Linked DNA regions of Ovis aries: region 1 is linked to region 2. Evidence: chromatin contacts called from public Hi-C data. All regions are on one chromosome and are shown on one strand. The core of a region is the stretch at or near the end of the contact, and the rest is flanking DNA. Distances in the headings are between cores, read along the strand shown. Region 1 overlaps TPST1 (tyrosylprotein sulfotransferase 1). Region 2 overlaps CRCP (CGRP receptor component).

Region 1 (4,175 bases), core at 297-2,796, 150 kb before region 2:
GCAGGTAGAAATAATACCTACCTCTGGTGTGATTTTGAGAATTAAACGAGTTTAGACATGTGCACTCAGGCACAGGGCTCGGACCATGAGAAGTTCTTGATAAATGTTTCTAGAGTGATTACTAAGATTTTTTTCCTCTCATTTTGGAATACTATGACTCTTCACAGATGCTGCTCTCACCAAGCTCCTCCTCAGATGCTAAGGACCCCGGCCTCTCCCTGGCTCCACAGGTTCACCTGATGGCTGCAGCCACGGCTTTGTGGGCCGCAGGCAGCTCTCTGACCTTCACAGGTGACACATCTCCCCTGGTCCCTCACCCGGTTACCTCTTTTTAAATTTTACTCCACGTGTCTTTCATTTGTTCAACAGGAGTTCCATTTGATTCCATCGAATCATAACATTTCACAAATAATAGTCATCTTCATAGGGGTGCTCTAAGATGTTCCATGGAACAGAAAATGTGCTCAGATGGGAAAATCAGGCTCTGAGAAGGAAGGAATGTCAATGGGGATGCAGACACCATAGCGTCTGCTTCTCTGGGCCACTTGTGCAGCGGTTCTTCTTTCCTGAGCCAGCTGTTCTGTGCAGTTGTTCCTTTTCCTATTCCAACACAATCCCAATCCTGAAGGTGGAGTCTCCAGAGGTGGGCAGGCATAGGGAATAAAAATCTTTATGTTCACCTGCTGCTGCTGCTGCTAAGTCACTTCAGTCGTGTCCGACTGTGTGTGACCCCATAGACAGCAGCCCACCAGGCTGCCCCGTCCCTGGGATTCTCCAGGCGAGAACACTGGAGTGGGTTGCCATTTCCTTCTCCAATGCATGAAAGTGAAAAGTGAAAGTGAAGTCACTCAGTCATGTCCGACTCTTCGTGACCCCATGGACTGCAGCCCACCAGGCTCCTCCGTCCATGGGATTTTCCAGGCAAGAGTGCTAGAGTGGGGTGCCATCACCTTCTCCATATGTTCACCTAGGGGTGAGTATTGGAGTCAGGCTGGGCTATAGTTTACAAATGTCCTTGCCTCCCATTCTAATAGGCTCTGGAAGGGTGTGTGACCTCCTCCCTACAATGCTGGTAACATAAGACTAATACAGGAAATAAGGAAAAAACGAAAACACGAATTATGTTATGCTAAAGCTGATTTTATTGCTTTCTGGAGGCTGGAGCAGTAACTGGAGCAGTAACAAGCAATGGGACTTAAGACAGCTGAGCCCATAACAGAGCTGGGATTTCCCAGGGAGATGGGAGAGGGACTGGGTTTCTGGGCATCTGGAAGAAGCAGAAAATAGTGTAAGGACCCTGGGAGGAAGTGTGCTGTTCACAAGGGGTGCCAAGGCCACACTGTGGAGGCAGAATAGTTCAGATGTCATGTGTGAGGCATTAGAGAATCAAAGGGTTTTGAACGAAAGAGTGACTTAAGACATAGTGCTGAACAAAGGACTGATCTGGCAGCAGGATTCATTTTCAGTTGAAGGGGACAGGGCTAGGGGAGTGGAGCGGAAAGAAGGATTGTAGGGTCAGGCTTGAAACCATGTCCGTGGCACTAGCTGAGGGGCCTCGTGTAAGTGGCTTGACCAGGCTGGCCTCTGTTTCTTCATCTGAAATGGATACGTTAGAGGCTTCTGGGAAGATTAATCATTTACCAAATATTCTACTAGGTTCTTACAATGTGCCAGACATTTTGCTAGGTGTCAGGAATACAAAAATGAACACAGAAAGACACATCTCTGCCTTCTAGGATCTTACTATCTAATGTAAGAGACAGAGAATTTAAGAAGTTAAGAAACATTAAAAACTGCAAAGTGTGATAAGATATTGTGAATGAGGTTGGCAGAAAGGGCATCAGGGGAAGTCTCTCTGAAATTAGACTTTATGGAGACCAGACAATTGAGAAGGAAACAAAAGAACAGGATTCTGAGACAAAAGGATGGTAGTGGGTCTCTCTGAAATAAATTACAGCAAAAACTCCACTCAGAATATCTGAAATACAGGAACTGAAGAAACTTTGGTTTATTAGATCATCTGATACGTCTTATTGCTTCTCTAAAATCACAGCAATGAAAACATGTAAACTAGCAGAGTGCTTCACATTTAAAGCTTTTATTTTGAAAAATAAAATACAAAAGTCATCAAATTGTAAATGTATGTGGTAATTCCTCAACTTCTCAGAAACAATACAATGAGTTATTTAAATAATTAAGATATGTAACATTATCCACATCAAACATTTCAACAGGCACAAGTGTTCTACAAAACATTAGAACATGTACAGACAACCTAGTCCAAGATGAAACTGCCCAATTTTGCTTACAGGATCCCATTTTTAAACCCTCCCCTTGAAAACAAAGTTTGGAATCTGGTAAGAAAAGATGAGGGCCAGAGCAGTTTTAACAGAAAGCACACATCCCCGCTGGGTTCCTTCTCCACAGGGCTGTGTGTGTAATTAGGATCGAGAGCGCTGTACATGGGAGGCAGGTCACTCAGGAGGGTCCCAACGTGTGCTGATATCCCACTCTCTCAGGGGAAGGAGACTGGCAAATAAGCAGGAGATGTAGGCATGGTACATACACTCCACTGATCTCAGCAGGGGACAGCCAGTCCTGGAGATTTCTCTGTGGCCAAAAAGGCAGCAGTCTTCCCTAGGGCAGACAAACAGAATGCATCAGAGGTGCGTACTCTAACCTCACTTTGTTCTTCTCTGCACGACACCACTTCCTTTCCAGCTGTGAGCCCAGCACAGCAGGGGAGACAAGCAGGGGGATGGACCATTGAGAACAGCTGCTTCAGAAGGACTACTGGAGAGGCACACTCTCCCTCAGTCTGGGATGCTTTTAGATGCCTGCCAGGAGCTTTGATATGCAAAACAAAAGGATGGAAGCCAAAGCAAGGACTGCTCCTGCCCATTTCCAAATGACTGCAACCGTCGTCTGCAATTGAAGCAACTCTGAGGGCATTTGACAGGGATGTCAAATGTCCAGGGGTTGAATGCTGACTGTTTAATATCAAAAGGTGGATACTGAGGTTCTTTAAAGCAAACTTTAGGAAATACAGTGACTGCTGTTCATACACCAAAGGGATCCCAAAGACAAGACAAAAGACTATGATTTGTCTTGAGATACTTTGGTGTCTACCTAGCTTCTCCTGAGTTCTTCTCTCATCGCATGGGGGCCACTACAGGCCTCGACAAGCAAACAAGGATGTATTGCTGCTGTAGTGGCAACTCAAAGCTGGAGTCATCTGTCCTGTAAAACAGCTTGTCAATAATGCATCCCTGTATGAATGTTTCCAGGAAGGAATTCATCGAATACTTTTTTTTTTTTGGCTGTACTGGGTCTTAGTTGTCGCACGTGGGATCTTTAGTTATAGCATTTGAACTTTTGAACTCAGTGGTGGCATGTGGGATCTAGTTCCCTGACCAGGGACTGAACCTGGGCCCCCTGCATCGGGAGCATGGAGTCTTAGCCACTGGACCACCAGAGAAGACTCTCATCTATACTTTTGAAAATATTTTGAATAAACAAAATTACAAGGCCTGATAACTGCTGTTATACCTGTATGCCCACTGAGTTTAAGTCTATACATTTTGCTCCTTAGCAAAAGACAATCATAAATCCTAAGACCTATGAATAGTATTAATTCACTGTCATTGGTAATTTTGACATGGTATAGCAGTGTTCACTTTTTTCTATCTGTAATCTATTAATACACAGCACATCATAAAAGTTTTATTCAGACTGAATTTTCAATCTCAGTTTTCTCATCAGCAGAACAGAAAAAATACCACCTACTTGCCAGATTTGAATGAAATCATTCATATATATGTGTGTGTGTATATATATGAATAATTCATAGATCTTAAAGATATCATTTATCATATATTATTCATATACTATATATATGTGATGCTTGGTATTTCATGCCTGGTATGGAGTACACAGTCAATACATGGCTATTATATAAAGTAAAAATAGAATAGCAAACAAAACTATGATAAAAATCAGATTTTAATGAAAGCTTTTCAAGTTCCAAATGGTTGTAATGGTCCCCAACCTTTTTGGCACCAGGGACCTCAACAAGCAAACAAGGGACCGGTTTCATGGAAGATAATTTATCAATGGACCAGGGGTAGGGGGACGTTCGAGATGATTCAAGCACATTACATTTATTGTGCACTTCA
Region 2 (3,877 bases), core at 231-2,730:
ATCTTTACTGAGTTCTTCATCCAAACCTCACAATCTCATCTGCCATTACAGGTTAGAACAAAGAAATTCATGTCTTCATGTAGTGAGCTGATCTCCAGACCTCTGTAACCAACTGCCACCTAAACACCCCAGACAAACCTCAAACTCAACCTATCCCAAAGCAATCTGACTACCTTTCCCAATAAACCAGTTCCTCTCTCCGTACTTCTCATCTTGGTGAAGAGCCAAATACACAGGCCAGAATCATCCCCAAGTCTTCCCTCTCACCCACTGCCCATATTAAGACACCAAGAATTACTGATTCTATTTCTTTCAAGGTATCTGTCCCCAGTCCCCACCCTCACCATTTCTACAGCCACTTCAATTCTTCTTGGCTAAAGGGCAAAGGCCTCTGTCCTCAAGCGTCTGCCACTTTTTCAGTCTACCTTCATTCTTACAAACAAAGTACCCTTTAAAAGATAAAAATCTGGTCATCTCATTATCCTGCTTCTAATCTTCCCACTGTCCGCACACAGTTTTTAAACTTTCTTAGTTCAACCTTCAGAACCCACTGACATCTCCTGTTTGTCAGTCTCTCTAGGTTCAAATGCCTTCATGTCCCCTAAGCACTCATATTCCAATCAAATGAAACTGCAAATATTACACAGGAAGTACTTCCTGATTACAGGCTCCAGCATATCATGTTCCCTCTGCTTAGAAAGCATGTGCTCACTTATATCTGGCTATTACCTTATATGAAAACCCAGTGTCACCTCCCACAGGCAAAATGATACACTCAAATTCTGACACTTCAGTGTCTCTCTGCTATGTCCCAACTGCCATAGCACTTACATTGTAGCTATTCATCTTTGTATCCTTACTAAGACAAACCTACCATGAGACAAACATGAGTTGAAAACAAAGAGCTAGAGTAGCAATGACTTGCAGGAGACGTTCCAGAGAGAGACACTGTTCACACAGCAGGGAGACAAGGGGCGAGATTCCAGGCTCTCTAAGCAGAGTAACCACATTCCAGATGTTAGTGAAACCTGCACCCATCTATCTACCCTGAGCTTTGCTGCCTCCAGATTACTCTTGGACTTTGACACCTAAAGTCAAATAAAACATGGTTCCTATCAAACTCTCAAGAACTTCAGCAGTGGAGGTTTTTAAGCAAATTAATGGAGCCCCAGTTTGTAGTACTAGAACCAGGTCATTAAGGGGCTATTATCTTGAATCTCCTCTTCCTGAAAAAAGGATAAGAGAAAAACTCTAGCAGGGGATATTCAGAAAAAAGAATTAAAGAGCATTTCAGCAGTTTCTGTTACCCACGTGATTCCTGTCTTAAAATGCACTGGCTAGCACAAGTGATCCAGGTCTTGATAGCCTGTGGCAAGCAGCCCCCTGAGTCATAAGGCACTGAGGCCAGATGAATTCCAATGGGCTGTAGATAGTTTGCCTGCTTCCAGAGGAGCCAGACCCAGCTACAGTGAAAGGAGCCTGCAGCCCCCTCTACTGGTTGTTTTCAGAACAACACTGCCTGGAGCTTTTGCAAGGGTATGTTAGAGCCCTGGCATGTTCATGTCTCTCGGGAAACAACCTTTAATGAAGGCAATGGCACCCCAGTCCAGTACTCTTGCCTGGAAAATCCCATGGATGGAGGAGCCTGGTGGGCTGCAGTCCATGGGGTAGCTAAGAGTTGGACACCATTGAGCAACTTCACTTTCACTTTTCACTTTCATGCATTACAGAAGGAAATGGCAACCCACTCCAGTGTTCTTGTCTGGAGAATCCCAGGGACGGGGGAGCCTGGTGGGCTGTCGGCTATGGGGTCGCACAGAGTCGGACACAACTGAAGCGACTTAGCAGCAGCAGCAGGCTCTAAAGGGTCAAGAAAGAGTTTACAAATCCGGTGTTCATTCCCCCTTCCACCTTTTTTCTTTTCCCCTAAAAGCTCATATGTGGGGAAAATCAGAGAGAGACTGTGCATGCCTAGGGAAAGGCGCACACTCAGAAGAGACCTGAGAAGACCTTGAGTTCATACCTCAAGCTGACTCTCAGCACAGAAACAACCCACTACAGTACAAAAATAGTAAACAATAAACAAAAGTCAGAAAGCCTAAGGAAAAGGAAGAAAATCTGATTTTGAGCTACGATTTTATTAGATCAAGTATCCAGTTTTCAACAAAGAATTCACAAGGTAAACAAAGAAACAGTTAAGTATAGCCCAGGCAAATACATAAACAAATTAACAGTCTCTGAAAAAAACCCAATAAAAAGTCTACTAGACAAAGGCTTTAAAACAACCATCTCAAAAATAAATAAAACATTAAAGATGCTCCAAGAATTAAAAGATGTGGAGAAAGTCAAGAAAACAATGCATAAACAAAATGGAAATATCAATAAAGAGACAGAAAGAAACAAAGAGAAATTCTGGAGCTGCAAAGCACAGTGACTAACATGAAAATGACTAGAGGGACTCGAAGGCAGATCTGAACAGGCCAAACAAAGAGTCAGTGAACTTGAACAGAAAAAAGGATTAAAGAGAAGTGAATAAAGCCTGGAACACCACGTGATGAACCAACATACACATTTTGAAAGTCCCAAAAGGGACCACGTGACCATCAAGAGCCGAACAGTTAAAGAAGGTATGGTGTGTGCGCGCGCGCACACACACACACACACACACACACACTCACGCATGCATGCACGCACGCACACACACTATGGAATATTACTCAGCCATAAAAAAGAATGAAATACCATTTGCAACAACATGAATGGACCTAGAGATTATCACACTAAGTAAGTCAAAGACAAATATATCACATGTGGAATCTTAAAAAAAAAAAAAAAAAAGGTCCCAAATAAACTTACTTACAAAACAGTAAAAGACTCAGACACAGAAGACAAACTTACGATTACCAAAGGAAGGGAGGGGTAAATTAGGAATTTGGGATTAAGAGATACACATTCACTATATATAAAACAAATAAACAACAAGGACCTCTTATACAGCACAGGGATCTATATTCAATATCTTGCAATAACCTATAATGAAAAAGAATCTAAAAAGAACATATATATATATATGGATAACTCAATCAATATGCTGTACACCTGAAAGTTATACAACACTGTACATCAACCATATTTCAGTTTAAAACTTAGTCTTTAAAAAACAACAACAATAAAAACAAAGCCTTGGGAATATGTAGAAAAATTATCAGAGTTCTAACAGTTGCGTCTTTGGAGTTCTGGAATGAAAGGAGGAAGAGACTGGGACAGAAAAAAATGTTTAAAGAAATAATGGCCCAAAACTTCACAAACCAGAGTAAGAGATAAAAATTTACATAACCAAGAAATTCAGCAAAGATAAACTTTAAAAAAAAACCATAAATCATTCAAAGACCAAATACAAAGAAAAGTATTGAAAGCAGTCACAGGACTTCTTTTTTAAACTAACATCTTTCAAGAGCTGAAAGAAAGGATCACTCAATCCCATGAAACTATCCTTCCAAAATGAAAGAATATATATAACACTCCCATTTGAACCAAAACTAAGAAAATTGCAGCCAGCAGGCCTGTTCTAAAAGAAGTGCTAGTAGAAGGTCTTCAGGCTGAAGTAAATGCTAAAAAGTAAACATGAACGGGAATGAATGATGAAAAGAAACAGCAAAATTCTAAGTAAATATAAAAGACTATTTTTGTCCTCTTAACGTTCTTTAAAATATGTATTGGTTCGGCCAAAAAGCTCGCTCAGGGTCTCCCATAACATCTTACGAAAAACTGGAACTAACTTTCTGGCCTACCCAATAGTGCTGGAGAGGATGTGAAGAAACAAGAACCCTTACATTGCCTGTGGGAATGTAAAATGGAGCAGCCACTAGGGAAAACA

Evidence for each region. Hi-C and Micro-C count contacts between places; a contact is called where the count stands out from the background.
Region 1: a contact with region 2 is called in a Hi-C map of liver, with 2.4 times the contacts expected there. The contact joins two enhancer-like sites. A contact is called at or near these places in 5 of 16 Hi-C or Micro-C datasets (liver, mixed tissues, muscle and 2 more).

The regions. Positions count from the first base shown.
Region 1 is chr24:28,658,107-28,662,281 of ARS-UI_Ramb_v3.0, reverse strand. It overlaps TPST1 (tyrosylprotein sulfotransferase 1), which reads right to left. Exons shown (of 4, transcript XM_060405859.1): 4 at 2,083-4,175. Among named protein-coding and RNA genes, the nearest start is that of KCTD7, 13 kb to the left of the region's middle. Within about 2 kb of position 1,546, at least 2 of the 54 cell types and tissues checked have an H3K27ac peak or open chromatin away from gene starts, as enhancers often do. A contact at or near this core is called in liver, where this site is marked.
Region 2 is chr24:28,512,519-28,516,395 of ARS-UI_Ramb_v3.0, reverse strand. The region is part of intron 5 of CRCP (CGRP receptor component); the gene reads right to left. Among named protein-coding and RNA genes, the nearest start is that of CRCP, 29 kb to the right of the region's middle. Within about 2 kb of position 1,480, at least 15 of the 54 cell types and tissues checked have an H3K27ac peak or open chromatin away from gene starts, as enhancers often do. A contact at or near this core is called in liver, where this site is marked.